Regions from separate parts of the Sus scrofa genome. Here all the other regions are linked to region 2. The links are chromatin contacts, called in public Hi-C, HiChIP or PLAC-seq and promoter capture Hi-C maps. All regions are on one chromosome and are shown on one strand. The core of a region is the stretch at or near the end of the contact, and the rest is flanking DNA. Distances in the headings are between cores, read along the strand shown. Region 1 holds the start of YRDC (yrdC domain-containing protein, mitochondrial). Region 2 holds the start of RRAGC (ras-related GTP-binding protein C). Region 3 holds the start of SF3A3 (splicing factor 3A subunit 3). Region 4 holds the start of INPP5B (type II inositol 1,4,5-trisphosphate 5-phosphatase). Region 5 holds the start of UTP11 (UTP11, small subunit processome component homolog (S. cerevisiae)).

Region 1 (2,700 bases), core at 192-2,691, 970 kb after region 2:
TTGTATTTTTGAAGAATGTGAAATAATGGTGTTTGCTTAATTGCTCATTTTGTAAAAACTTAATATTGTACTTTAAAATATCTGCTAAGAAGTGAAAATTTAACTTTTTGGAATTGAAAAAGCAATATTAAATACTAATGAAATCCTAATTAAATGCTTATTTAAACCTGGTAGTATCTGTGGCATTTTTTTCCCATCCCTGCCCATGGTTGTCCATTTTCAACCGCTTCCCCCCATCCCCAGGCATCAAAGTCTTAGACAGGGGACAGAAAGGAAAAGGTCGGTCACCAGGAGAGTCTGCAGGTTTCCTTTTAATCAAGGCTCTGCTAAAAGTGTTTCCTGGGGCTAAGAGCCCCCAAAGCATGAAATGGACATGTAACACCACCTGGATCCCACAAAGCAGGCCAGACCACTCTGGCAAGCACTGCTGGCCTGCCCAAATCCGGATAATCAGACTGGGTATTCGCTGGCTACATTTCAAAGCTCAGCACTGCCTTCGGCCAGGATGAAGTGGGAGTGAACCCAGCTGCCAGCAGAGCTGCCACCCCAGGCTGAGAGCCAAATACCAGCCACTGCCAGTGAAGACTGGCCCCTTTATTGAAAGGGAGTTGTTCAGAGTCCAGCCACCAGCCCCGGGGAGGGAGAGAAGTCAGGGCGCCCCGCTCGGAGATGGTCAGGGCTCCGCAGCTCCATCGCCAGCATCCTTTGGAAAGCCACCTCTGGTGGAGACAGCTGGCTGGGAGGGCGCTCCAGGTTTGGCTGAGACGTTCTGATTGGAACAGGTTGGGGGGGGGAAAAAAAAGTGAGGCTGGGAAGAAAGGCCCTGGATTAGGCCCCCGCAAGAGATGGCCACTTGGCATCTGGATAGCACTTAACTTTTTCAAAGCCTCTCATCCAGATGAAAGGCAGTGGGGGTAAAGCGGTGGGGACACTCTTCCACCCTCCAGGGAAAGCTAGGGCTAGCAAGTGCGGCCAGTGGGTAGTCCCCACCTCCCAGGCCCAGCCCGGGGTGGGCACTGACCCCGCCACCAGCCGGCTCCGGGCGCCGGCGGCCCAGCTGCCGCAGCATCTCCTCGCAGGCGGCGATGGTGTCCAGGAGCTGCCGCTGCCGCTGCTCCACCGCGTCCAGCAGCTGCTGGGCGCGCTCATCCCGGGGCGGCTGCGGGGGTGGCCTCCCGCCGAGCCCCAGCCCCGCCTTCCCACGGTCCACGCCGGCAGCCTCCCTGCCCGGGAGAGAGCGAGACAGACGGTCAGGGCCGGCGCTTGCGCGGGGTCAGAGCCCCTTCCCCCCTCCCCGACGGGCCCCCTCTCACCCCCGTGACCAGTCTGAGCCCGGGCCCCATTCCATCTCCGCCTGCGCGGCCCGACCACCGCCCCCCTTTCGGCCGCCCCCCCTCCCCAGCGCTGCGCCAGGGCTCCGCAAAGCTGCGCCCCGCCCCGTCCCCACCGGTCTCCTTCAATCCTCCTGGGGGTCGCGGTCCCTTTAAGTTGCCCGGCGCGGAGGTGGGGCCGAGCTTCTCGAACCGGAAGCTGAGTGGGCGCGTCACTTCCTCCCGGAAGTGGGTCTGGGCGGATGTCTCCGGCGCGTCCGTGCAGGGGGCTGAGGGCCGCGGTGGCTGCCAGCATGGGGTTGAGCGAGGGGCCGGCGGGCTCCGCCCGGAGCGGGCGTCTCCTCCGCCCGCCGAGCCCCGCTCCGGCAGCGCCGGGGGCCCGGCTGTTGCGGCTCCCAGGGAGCGGGGCCGTGCGGGCCGCAAGCCCGGAGCGCGCCGGCTGGACCGAGGCACTGCGGGCCGCCGTGGCCGAGCTGCGCGCCGGCGCCGTGGTGGCCGTTCCCACCGATACGCTGTACGGCCTGGCCTGCTCCGCGAGCTGCTCAGAAGCACTGGGCGCCGTGTACCTCGCCAAGGGCCGCAGCGAGACCAAGCCGCTGGCCGTATGCCTGGGCCGCGTGGCCGACGTCTACAGGTGAGGCCGCCCCGACCCGGCCCCGCTGGGGGCGGCACCGCGGGAGGGGTTTCCGGTGACAGGCTTGGGAGACTGAGGCGCAGAGAGCGGGAGGGGCTTGTCCATGCTCACCCAGGAATCCGGAACTGGAAACGTGTGCGAAGCACTTGGCGTCTGCCAGCCTTAAACGAGCTCGGGGGCGCACCGATAATTGAGGCAGTAGGGGTCCCTATTCTGACGCTTTCGTGGTAATGGGGGGGGGGGACTGCCACGGTTTAAGAAAAAAGCGGGGGACCACATTGCTTAGTTTAATAGTGCCATGAAGAAAGTAAAACATGGAGCGTGAAAGCGCTGTAGCTCGGAGACGAGAGGCATGTGGGCTCCAAGCTTGGGATGCTCCACTGGTGCCCTACCTTCTGCTCAAATTCTTGGGGGCTTGAAGAAAAAAGACAGGTGGATCCCCTTGTAGTCGCTAGGGTCACCTTTTCTAGATCTCCCTAGAGTCTGGAATAGGACCAGCAGTGCCTTTCGTTTGGTTGGATTTGTGCCCACTTTGTTCCCAGGTACTGCCATGTGAGAGTACCTGAGGGGCTCCTGAACGACCTGTTGCCAGGACCAGTGACCCTGGTGATGGAACGCTCAGAAGAGCTCAACAAGGACCTGAACCCCTTCACTCCCGTGAGTCAGGTTCTCTTGTGTCCCCAGACTCTTGCCATTTGGCTTTTGCTAGGATCCAAGTCAGACCCATTGCCCACC
Region 2 (2,700 bases), core at 163-2,662:
GTAATGAAGACTAATATCTGAGATGCTGTCATGAAAAGGATGAAGCCCAGTGCTTCTACATTCCAGTGTTTAAGTGGCAGAGAGTGTAATTTGGGGCCTCAATAAGAGACAGACAAAATTTTACCACAGTGGAATTGACTGCCCATTGAGATAGTGAGCTCTCTTCCCTTGGAACTACTGAAGTGTATGCTGCATAATATCCATCAGTCAGACGCTGTGGAGTGGATTCTCTAGGTGAGAGGTTGGACAAGATGACCTCTACGGATGTGTCCCATCTTTAACTTGTAGATTCAGACATAACCAAGTCCCAAATTTGCATACATGCTTTCCTTTCATAATCAAAAAGTTAGTTTGCTTGGAACACTAGCATCACCACCCCCGCCCCCTTTAAGAGGAAGATCCTCTTTTGACAAATTTCCAGTTCTAAAGTCTGACTGAAAATTCCTCCCTCTAGCTTTCCCAAACATATCTGGTGACAAGCATTTGCTCCGGTTTGCTTTCATTATTCTTTCCTTTGGTCTCCCATCTGAACGAGGTCATAGAAGGGGCAGTGTTCTGTGGGAGGATAGAATTAATGAAGAAGTAGACTTTGACTAAGTGAGAAGCAGAGGGAATTAGGTCCTGTTCTTGAAGTGGCAGCAGTATTCATTGCCAGTGATTTGCTGAAGAAAGAGGATAAAACATTCTAGCTTGCTTGCGTGTGCTTTCCTATCAGGGTCCGGGTACCTGCTAAAACGAACTGTATCTCACTCTGGACTGCCTTGGTTGAGGCTGTGCCCACATTCTGTCAGGCTCCTCCTCTATACTCTTGCATATCCCAACCAGATCCACCCTTTTAGACCAGCTCAGACGCCAGCTCCTAAGAGACGTTTTCACCCACCCAACTCCCCGAGCTGTTTTATCTGTACCTTTGACCTTCCCAGTTCATACCTAGTACTGAAGGTACTTACGCAGAGGCCCAGGCTCTATTAATCTTGGAGCAACTTGAGGACAGGCAGGGTCCGAGTCGGTTCCAGTTTTGTGCCCCAGGACTTCGCGGGCATCAATAAATACTGGTTGGGCGAGCACAATAGTAGGAGGAGGGCAATCGTTTTTTTCTCCCAAGTGTCCAGAGAGCATCTGCTATTGCGATGGCCTCTGGAGCCCGAGGCAGGCAGGGGAGCGGTGAGAAGCAAGGCTGGGCAGGACCGAGGTGCGCGTCGGGGCGGAGGGCAGCGGGCTCGGCCCGGGCCGAGCCACCCTCCTCGTGACTCCTCCTCCCCCCTCCACAGCTCCGAGTCAGGTGATTCCGGGCACGTGACGGGCACCACCTACCCTGCTGCTCCCGAGTGGCAGCTCGGGTAGCCAATGAGAGGCTGGGCCCGGGCGCGGAGCCTATGAGAGCCGGGCTCCGGGGGGCGGGCCGCACGGCTGTGGCGGCTGCCGGGGGCGGCGGCGGCGGCAGCGGACTGGGGAGGCGGCGGCCTGGCTCGGCCTGGCCTGGCCTGTCAGGGCGCGGGCGGCGGCGGCTCCGGCTCCGGCTCCGGCACCATGTCCCTGCAGTACGGGGCAGAGGAGACGCCCCTCGCCGGCAGTTACGGCGCGGCGGACTCGTTCCCAAAGGACTTCGGCTACGGCGTGGAGGAGGAGGAAGAGGAGGCTGCAGCCGGGGGTGGCGGGGTTGGGGCGGGGGCCGGTGGAGGCTGTGGCCCGGGGGGTGCTGACAGCTCCAAGCCGAGGATTCTGCTCATGGGGCTCCGGCGCAGCGGCAAGTCTTCCATCCAGAAGGTGAGTGGGGCCGCGCCGGCCCCTCCGCCCCTCCCCCCTCCCCTCCCCGGGGGCGCGGGTGGCCGCAGGGCGGGGAGGCCCCGAGGAGGGCGTAGGCCGGGGTGGCCGGCTGGGCTGTCCCAGCGCGCTTTCTCTTCTCTTCTGGGAGCAGAGCCCGGGCGCGGCCGCAGCGGGGACCCCAGTCTCAGAGTCCACGCCCAGGTCTGCCGAGGCCGAGTGGGTCCCGTATTCCCCGAGTGGCCAGAGCGAGGCAGGTGCCTGTGGCTCCGCCCGGGATCTCGCCTCCTGGGACCCAGCCCCTCTTCCATTCACGAAACTGAGACGTGCTCCATGGTTCTAACTTGGAGAACTTCCTGGACTCCCTCCCTGGCCCTGGTTGAGTGTTCCTTTCACTTCAGGTGACCTCAGTTTGCAAGGGCTTCCCAGGTGAGCCCCAGGGAGCAGCATCAGAAAGAGTTGCGACTAACTCCCTAGCCCTTGTAATGCCCGCTCTTGTTACTAGTTTGAAGGAGACTTTACTGTGACGTTAGTGGGAATTGGGGGCACTTTTCCCACCTATTTTAGTATCTGTGGCCCGGTGAGCATAGTTACTAGTGATGTTGCCCGTTTGTATGTGGCTACAGGAATTTTCTGAGACCTGGAGAACATCTGCAGACCTATGCCAACTTTCACTTGGGGTCTGTCAGGAACGGATGGAGGGCTATGCACTTTTTGGTCAGGAGGACGTAGGGGCAGGATTGAGCTCTCAGCTATACCTCTTACACACAAAGTGAGCTGGTAGTAAAATGCTAGATCCCTGGTGTTTTGCCCTTTCCACTCTGTTGCAAAGGTCTCTCCAAAATAAAGGTCTCTGCGTGATATTATGTAGACATGATATTTTTTAAAAATAGCCTTCCGAATTGACTGAATTACTGTGTTTTATCTTGTCACCTT
Region 3 (2,700 bases), core at 189-2,688, 830 kb after region 2:
TTTTTTTTTTTTTTTTTTTTTGCTTTTTAGGGCCCGCACTGTATGGAAGTTCCCAGGCTAGGGGTTGTATCTGAGCTGCATCTGCAATCTACGCCACAGCTCACAGCACCACCAGATCCCAGACCCACTGAGTGAGGCCAGGGATCAAACCCACATCCTTATGGATACTAGTCAGAATTGTTTCTGCTGCTCCACAACAGGAACTCCCCCAACAGAATTTTTAAACAGCTTCTACTGAGGTAGAAGTTACATACCATAAAATTCACCCAAGTTAAGTGTACAATTCAATTAATTTTAGGAAATTTATCACAGCTGTGCAACTATCACCACAATCCAATTTTAGAACATTTTTATCATCCCCCAAAAGATTTCCTGTGTCTTTTGCAGTTGCTTCCTGTCTCACCTCCAGCAGCAGGAAACCACTCGTTTACTGTGTATAGATATGCCATCTGGACATAAGCTATGTCACTTTTTGTGTCTGGCTTCTTTCACTTAGTGTGATGTTTTCATGGTTCGTCCATATCTCAGCATTCCTTTATTGCTGAATAATATTCCATTATATGGACACATCACATTTGGTTTGCCCATTTACCAGTTAATGGATTTGTGAGTTGCATCCTGTTTCTGTCTATAATGAATATCACTGCTATGAACATCTGAACATATGGACTTGTTTTCATTTCTCTACCTAGAAGTGGACATATGGACTTGCTTCACTTTTTTTTTTTTTAAAGCCGAATAGCATTTTGCTTCTTGGATGTACCATATTTTATTTAACCAGCCCCCTGCTGATCGACAATTAGGATGCTTCCACATATGCAGAAAGAAAGAAAAAGGAAGGAAGGCAAAGAAAAGGAAAGGAGGAGTTCCCGTCGTGGCGCAGTGGAAACGAATCCACCTAAGAACCATGAGGTAGTGGGTTCAATCCCTGGCGTTTTTCAGTGGGTTAAGGATCTGGCGTTGTGGTGAGCTGTGGTATAGGTCGCAGAAGCATCTGGGATCCTGCGTTGCTGTGGCTAAGGTGTAGGCCGGCAGCTGTAGCTCTGATTGGACCCCTAGCCTGGAACCCTCCATATGCTGCAAGTGCGGCCCTAAAAAGCAAAAAAAAAAAGAAAAAAAGAAAAAAAACCCTGCTCTCATCCCCATTTTACTGACAAGGACACGGAGGTCCCGAGAAGAGAAAAACTTTGTCAAAGGTCACACAAAGAGCTGGAGACTCAAGTTCCGGTTCCCTACTCCCATCCATACGCTTCAACCACTCATCCAGTTTCCTACCCTCTCGGCCTCAGGAGGCCCCGGAAAACCAGGTCAGATCCCTTGAAGCCAGGGTGTTGGTGGATATCTGCCTGCCCCCTAGAGGCACCTGGAAACCGTTGGGCATCGCGCAACACACCCCCGGCCAGCAGGGGGCACTGCAGCCGTGTCCCGAGCACTGATTGGGTCTCCCGCGGTGCTCACTTTTCGTCGAGTCTTCGAAGCACTTCCGGCAGCCGCGGAACTTTGGTGCAGCCGGACGCGCGGCTCGGCGACGCGGGCGCGCAAGGCGGCAGAAGTCGTTTCCGGCCGTTTCGGTGGTCCGCCTTGCGGCTCGGGAGGAGGGACGATGGAGACGATTCTGGAGCAACAGCGGCGCTATCATGAGGAGAAGGAACGGCTTATGGACGTCATGGCTAAAGAGATGCTCACCAAGAAGTCCACGGTGAGTGGGGCCTGGGCAGGGGTACCCCTGAAACTGGGCCCCTTGCCCGTGTTTAACCTCAGAGAGCCCCAGACCTGCTCCGCGCCCGCCCCCTCCCCGGACTCGCTCCCGAAACTCTCGCCTTGGTAACATTCTCCCCGGGCCCTGCGCCCAGAGGCCTCTCGGCTTGGGCCGCTAAGACCTGAGCGGGTAAGCTCCGCCCTCGGGCGCCCGTCCTAACTCCAGAACAACGACTAACGGCGTCCTTGTCACCGTTTGCCTTTCTTCAGCTCCGGGACCAGATCAATTCTGACCACCGCACACGGGCCATGCAAGATGTGAGTGCCCTGCTGTTCGCTTCTCTTTGGGTCGTGATGGACTGGAAGAGGGAGGAGGGGGGACACGGGTGTCAACAGGAGCCCTGGCCACAGGTAACCAGATTGGCCAGTCGAGGGTTTGTATGCCTGCCAAATGTCCACACGCTGCCAAACCTGAGGGTGCTTAACTGCCCTTGCTCACTTCTTTGAATGGGAAACTCATTCATTATTCATTACCGGGGAAGATGCCTCTTTAAAGCCTCCTCTGTCCAGTGGATGACCAAAGAGTAGTTATAGTGATTCAAACTCAGACGGTACTCTGCCTTCTCCCCCAAAGAGAATGCTGTGTATTAGTGTTTTCCTCTCAGAACACTGTATTGAAATATTTTTTGCTTACCAGGCTGCATTTTTCTAGTAATAGTTCCATTTTTTTTTAGAAAGAGTCAAAACTAAAATGTTGGTACGTATTAAAACTGAGTGGTAGGTAAGTGGAGGTTCATTATACTGTGCTTTCTAGCTCTGTTTTTGCGTGTTTGAAACCTATTTAGAAAGGGAAAAAAGATCTAATCAGAATTTCTAGTTTGGAGGACATAATTAATATTATAAGCCCTAGTCCCTTAGCTAAATTCCCAAAAGCAAAGTACTCCAAAAACAAAAGGTTATTTGTTCTTTTAATTACTTGGTGGCAAAAATCTGACTTGATAT
Region 4 (2,820 bases), core at 59-2,558, 860 kb after region 2:
CCAGCTGCAGCTCCGATTTGACCTCCATATGCCTCCAAAGAAAAAAGAAGAAAATCGCATGGTCACTTCTTCCCCAGGACTGACCCTTCAGCTTGGCTCAAAGCTTGAGAGAAGGAGTATTTATTAAGGTAATTTGCTAATTCAATAAACATATCCTGAAGGTTACCTGTGTGCCACAAACTACACTGGGGTGAGACTATTGGGGGAGCTTACAGTTTACTCAAATGGCCAATAGGCTGGACTCCCTGATCTGAGCTGGCCCTTTTTGTCCTTATCTTAGGTGGGGAAATCGAGGTCCCAAAGGAGGGATGCTTTACCCAGGTGCCTGAGGCCAGGTGAACGAGGGGAAGGGGCTGGAGAACAACAAAGTCAACACTCAGGCTCTCTTGAGAGCCAAGGGACCCCCTTCCCTGACCTCTTTCCTCCCTGAGAAGGAGAGAGGATGGGGTCTCAGCGAAGTACTGTATATGCACAGGGTCACACCCTTTATGAAGCGTTTGTATCCATGAACCTCAAACAGCCCCATGAGGCAGGCAGGACCGGGTGCTGCCATCACAGACACTGCTGAGGCTAAGGGAGGAAATGCACACGTGGCAGTGTTGATGGCAAAGAAGTTGTAATTAGGATTTTTTTTTTTTTTTTTTTTTTTGTCTTTTTAGGGCAGCATCTGTGGCACATGGAAGTTCCTAGTCTAGGGGCTGAATCGGAGCTGTAGCTGCCAGGCTATACCATAGCCACAGTGATGCAGGATTCGAGCTGCGTCTGCAACCTACATCACAGCTCATGGCAATGCCGGATCCTTAACCCACTGACCCAGGCCAAGGATCAAACCTCCATCCTCTTGGATACTAGTCAGATTCATTTCCTCTGAGCCACAATGGGAACTCTGGAATCAGACTTTAAATAGAGGCCCCATTTTGCCACTTTGCTAGCTGCGGTGGGGCCTTGGTCAAATTATGCAACCTGAGCCTCAGTTTCTTCACCTGGAAAATGGGGACTGTGGTTCTTCATAGTGTTGTTCTCCTTTAAGCTAGGTTGGGGTAATTATTTGGGGAGGGAGAGTTCCAGTAGAGGCCAGTGTTGAGAGCTGAGGAGGACACTCAGGAGAAAATGTTGTCCCTTAAAGTGACCATCTTCTTCCTGGGCCCTGGGCAGGAGGTTCTGGCTCCATGACAGAGGGTGGACGGTGAGGCAGGAGCAGTCCTTAGGAAAACGTTGTTGGAATAGGAGCCCATTCTATCCCAGGTCCTAAGGGGTTACCCGGGGCAGGGACAGGAGGGCCCTCCCCTAGGGATTGGCGCGGGCATGCTGGGACTTGCAGGCGGCTGACCAGCCTGTGGCGCAGGGGCTGCTGGGAAATGTAGTCCCTGGCTGGGCCCCGGGGCCGGGCCGCGGTGTTCCGCACCGCCAGCAGCGGTGACAGCTCTAGAGGTAGGTGGCAATGGCAGGGTAGCAGGAGCTGGTGGGAGCAGGGAAGCCAGGCAGGGCTGAGCAGGAGGGACTGGACAACTTGAGGGCCGGGACCCCTGTCCTGAGGCTGTCAGAACCAGACACCCTGGCCTGCGGCTGATGCAATGGGGCCTGCTGGGCTGGGGGAGGGCCAAGGAGCAACGGGACACTTTCCCATCTCCAAGGAAAGGAGCACAGGACTTGTCCAGGCTGAGAGGCTCCTTTTCTGAGAGGAACAGGGTTTCTCCACAACCCCATGGAGATACCCCTCTGACACCTCCCTGAGAGGTGCCAGCAGGACTCATTCTGCTCCCCCAAAAGAGAGGCAGAGCTCCATCCCAGGAGCAGTGGGACAGTGTCCTGCTCTCCAGTAATGGGACAAGGCACCACTCCACATCCGACAAGTAGACTGGACCCCATTTAGAAACGCTTGGATGCCCTTCCAGACAAAGGGTGGTACAGCACATTGTACCTCCCACCAGAGGCAAAGGTTTGGCCCCTCTCCCTAGAAACTAAGAGGTCCATTCTAGAGGGGAGGGGCGGGGAGGAGGAGGGAGAGGATCCGGCCTCCTCCACCCTCTCCCAGCACAAAAGCCCCTCCTCCCTGCCCCCAGCCCTCGGAGGCAGCTCCATCACCCACTGGGAGACTTGTTGACTTAAGGAGCCCCCGTTTGCCCTCCCCCAGGGTGTGTCTGCTCAGCGGGGGCCCAGCATGGACCAGTCTGTGGCCATCCAGGAGACCCTGGCTGAGGGGGAGTACTGCCTCATCATATCCTGCCTGGCCTTGGCAAGTGGAATGACTGGTGTCCGCACGTGTGTATCTGCTTGCCTCCCTCTCTCTGTGCCATGGGGTCGGGGGGGGTGGGGGTGGGGGGGGGAGGCGGCATGCAGGGAGAAGGAAACCAGCACTTTTTTTTTTTTTTAACTTTAAGGCCTCACCTGCGGCACATGGAAGTTCCCAAGCTAGGGGTCCAATTGGAGCTGCAGATGCCGGCCCATGCCACAGCCACAGCAACACCAGAACTGAGCCATGTGTGCAACCCACACCGCAGCTCACAGCAACGCTGGATCCTTAACCCACTGAGCGAGGCCAGGAATCAAATCCACGTCCTCATGGATACTAGTCGGGTTCATTACTGATGAGCCACGATGGGAACTCCAGAAACCAGCACTTATTAAGCATTTATCCAGTCCCAGACTCTCTGCCAGGTGTTTTACATACTCAGTTATCCTCCTACCTGCTGTGAAGCTGGGAATTATTATCACCATATCACAGATGAGAAAAAGTCAGAGAGGTGAAGCGACTTGCCCAGGGTCACCCAGCGAGTCTGTGTCGGTGAGGGTAGGGCAGGGAAGGTGGGGTGGCCTGGG
Region 5 (2,782 bases), core at 256-2,755, 810 kb after region 2:
TTCTTAAAAATTATTTTTCTTTCTTTCTTTTTTTTTTCTCATCAGGCATTGTTTATATAAAGCTGCTGCTTTATCCAACTTTTAGTAGCCTCTGGATTCAAAACACTTGGTCTGATTCCTGGCTTTGCCAATTGCCAGCTACAGCTGTATGTCTTTGGGCAAATTTCTTAACCTGAGTCTTAGCTTCCCCATTGCAAATATAAAAAAAAATAGTACCTACTTCCACACACACTTGAAAGCTAAATGTGATTAGAAAAGCAAAGCATTTTGCACTTTGGCTCCCACACACAGTAAGCACTTCTAGGTGTTTTTACTTTTAGATAGGTCCACACATAGGTGCAAAGAAGTTGGCAAATTACACTACTCCCAGCACACCGCTGAGCACACAGCAAGTGCACAACAAATGTCGGATAAATACGATAAAGCAGTAAGATGGAACTGTGGTTGGGAGGCCTTACTTCCATTCCACTCATCAGTGGTACAACTTTAGACATATCCTTCTCTCTCTCTTCCCCATCTTATAAAATGAAGTTGGACCAGATACCCTACAGACCTTTCTGAATTGGATATTGTGTGATTCCTGAGAGCACTAGAATAAATTGATTCTGCATATACTAAGCAAATTTCTACTCAACCCTCCCACACAGGCACATCCACCAAAGACGTCCTACAACTCTTTACTAGGCCTGAATTTGGTGTTTCTGATCGGGCAAATCAGTTTCACTCTTTGGACCTCAGTTTATTCATCTGTGTAACGGGGATGAAAAACACCAACACTACATGGTGAGACAGAAACAAAAAGCGTATGTGATAAATCTTCATTGACCCCAAGGCCCAGGCATGATGATGGTATCACATTAAGAACACCAATCTCAGAGTTCCCTGATGGCTCAGCAAATTAAAGATGGGGTGTTGTCACTGCTACGGCACAGGTTCCATACGTGGCCCGGGAACTTCCGGAAGCGGGGCGGAAGGCCGGAAAAAAAGGAAGAAGAAAAAAAAAAACCAATTCTGCACACGCAGTGGGCACAGCTGAGCATCTTTAGATGTGGGCACTTACTGTGTGAACTTTGACCTCAGCTTCCCCGGAAAAAAAAAAGCACTTTACAAACAGCATCTCATTTAACTACTTCATTGAAAACTCGCAAGATAGCTTTGATTATCCCCAAAGTATGAGGACAGCCGCGTTCTTCCTAGAGAGAACTACAACCTCCTCCTCCTCCTCTCTCCTCTCCGAACCGCGAGCCTCGAACCACGAGCCTCGGTCCCAGCTACGCCAGCGTCATTAGCATATATTTGCAGGTATTTACACGTAGCATCTCTGCATAGAAAAGGCCAAGACCCACAGGTAAAACGGAGTAGGTTTGCGACGAGGATAGCACACGGGCCCACAGGCCAGCGCTAGTGGGGACTATGCGGTCCTACCTGGCTTCGCTCTCGGTGTTCCCGCTGCCGGGATTTAGCCGCCTTCCGAAAAGCCGCCGCCATGTCGGCTCGCTTCTGGAACAGCGCAGTAGGCAACACAGGTTCCTCACCGGATCAGCCGCCGTTTCTACAGATCCTACCGGAAATAGGCCAAGCCGCCGGCGGCTTAGGACCGCCTACTTCTTCTCGGCAGCGTATCCAGAGCCTGCCCTTCAGGAAGTACGTCATGGAGCAAAGGCGCCCTCCCCAAGCTGTTTCTGGGAAGTGTAGTTCCTTAGGTCTAGTCTCATAACTCTACGACAGCCAGTTTGGTTCGCCAGACCTTGGTCCACGTGTACTGGACTTCACACTCGGTTGTGGGTCGGTACCTGGAAACAAGCGGCAGGCACTGCCCTAGGGCCGAGCTGGACCTGTGTGCGCCTGCTCAGTCTCATACGCCTCTTCATTTGACGTATTTACGCGGTGCGTTTAAAGCTAGGACCCCCATGAATTTTCCCCGTGTACCAGAGAAAGCTTTCTACAAGGAGACAGCGACCTTAAAGTCATGTCTGGCTCTGCCAGTTACTGGCTATGTGACTTTGGACAGGTCGCTTGACTTTAATGAACATCGTTTTTCTCATCTATAAAGCAAGGATAATAATAGCATGCACTGCTTGCCTCATAGGGCGGTCAAAGAGCTCATAGTTGAACGAAGGAGTCATATCATGGCATTAATTACAGAGTTCTAAGTCTCTCACACCCTCAAGGTGTGGCTGACAGAATGAGTGTCAGAGGCAGTACCATGTAATGATTAGGACCATAAACCACGGAGGTGTGTTCTGATCCTAACTGTTAGCAGCCAAAACAAAGTTAGCTTCACTGAACCTTATCTCCCATCTGTAAAATGGAGGTAATAATACTATACTACAGGATTGTTGTGAGAATAAAATGTTTAAATGTTTAAAGTCCTTAATACTCTGTTCGCCCATTAGTAAGTTCACAATTTATTGGACCTATTATTGTTATTATTGTTGTAATACTAAACATACTTGTAAGGATAGATAGAGAGTTGGGCACAGCGGAGCATTCCAGGGGCATTTGGCTTCTTTTCCACCATGTGAAGTTAACCTTTAGCAAGTTCTGTAATTGCATCTGCGTCTTTTTTATTTTATTTGTTTATTTATTTATTTTTGCTTTTTAGGGCTGCATCCATGGCATATGGAATTTCTCAGGCTAGAGGTCCAATCCAAGCTACAGCTGCCAGCCTACACCACAGCCACAGCAATGCTGTAGGATCCAAGCTGCATCTGTGACCTACACCACAGCTCAGAGCAACACCGGATACTTAACCCACTGAGCAAGGTCAGGGATTGAACAT

What was found. Promoter capture Hi-C pulls out the DNA fragments that hold promoters and counts their contacts. A called contact is a pair of places that touch in the nucleus more often than the background predicts. HiChIP or PLAC-seq counts read pairs in DNA pulled down with a chosen protein or histone mark.
Region 1: a contact with region 2 is called in a promoter capture Hi-C map of liver, with 11 times the contacts expected there. The contact joins the promoter of YRDC here to the promoter of RRAGC in region 2. A contact is called at or near these places in 1 of 5 promoter capture datasets (liver) and 2 of 2 datasets of contacts at active chromatin or transcription factors (alveolar macrophages and skeletal muscle).
Region 3: a contact with region 2 is called in an H3K27ac HiChIP or PLAC-seq map of alveolar macrophages. The contact joins the promoter of SF3A3 here to the promoter of RRAGC in region 2. A contact is called at or near these places in 1 of 5 promoter capture datasets (liver), 2 of 47 Hi-C or Micro-C datasets (embryonic fibroblasts and heart right ventricle) and 1 of 2 datasets of contacts at active chromatin or transcription factors (alveolar macrophages).
Region 4: a promoter capture Hi-C map of fetal skeletal muscle shows a contact between it and region 2, with 15 times the contacts expected there. The contact joins the promoter of INPP5B here to the promoter of RRAGC in region 2. A contact is called at or near these places in 2 of 5 promoter capture datasets (fetal liver and fetal skeletal muscle) and 2 of 2 datasets of contacts at active chromatin or transcription factors (alveolar macrophages and skeletal muscle).
Region 5: a Hi-C map of liver shows a contact between it and region 2, with 9 times the contacts expected there. The contact joins the promoter of UTP11 here to the promoter of RRAGC in region 2. A contact is called at or near these places in 1 of 5 promoter capture datasets (liver), 1 of 47 Hi-C or Micro-C datasets (liver) and 1 of 2 datasets of contacts at active chromatin or transcription factors (alveolar macrophages).

Annotation. Positions count from the first base shown.
Region 1 is chr6:93,832,517-93,835,216 of Sscrofa11.1, reverse strand. YRDC (yrdC domain-containing protein, mitochondrial) reads left to right here and starts at 1,441. Exons shown (of 5, transcript XM_021095978.1): 1 at 1,441-1,965; 2 at 2,508-2,622. The coding sequence starts at 1,574. It overlaps C6H1orf122, which reads right to left and starts at 1,451. Exons shown (of 3, transcript XM_021095979.1): 1 at 1,314-1,451; 2 at 1,022-1,223; 3 at 292-769. The coding sequence starts at 1,348. The coding sequence ends at 674.
Region 2 is chr6:94,801,729-94,804,428 of Sscrofa11.1, reverse strand. It overlaps RRAGC (ras-related GTP-binding protein C), which reads left to right and starts at 1,412. Exons shown (of 7, transcript XM_003127801.4): 1 at 1,412-1,767. The coding sequence starts at 1,531.
Region 3 is chr6:93,975,062-93,977,761 of Sscrofa11.1, reverse strand. It overlaps SF3A3 (splicing factor 3A subunit 3), which reads left to right and starts at 1,438. Exons shown (of 17, transcript XM_003127795.2): 1 at 1,438-1,699; 2 at 1,969-2,016. The coding sequence starts at 1,604.
Region 4 is chr6:93,942,886-93,945,705 of Sscrofa11.1, reverse strand. It overlaps INPP5B (type II inositol 1,4,5-trisphosphate 5-phosphatase), which reads left to right and starts at 1,308. Exons shown (of 25, transcript XM_021095974.1): 1 at 1,308-1,431; 2 at 2,135-2,218. The coding sequence starts at 2,162. All of the region lies in intron 2 of LOC106510652 (a long non-coding RNA gene), which reads right to left.
Region 5 is chr6:93,992,409-93,995,190 of Sscrofa11.1, reverse strand. UTP11 (UTP11, small subunit processome component homolog (S. cerevisiae)) reads right to left here and starts at 1,505. Exons shown (of 8, transcript NM_001244742.1): 1 at 1,426-1,505. The coding sequence starts at 1,488.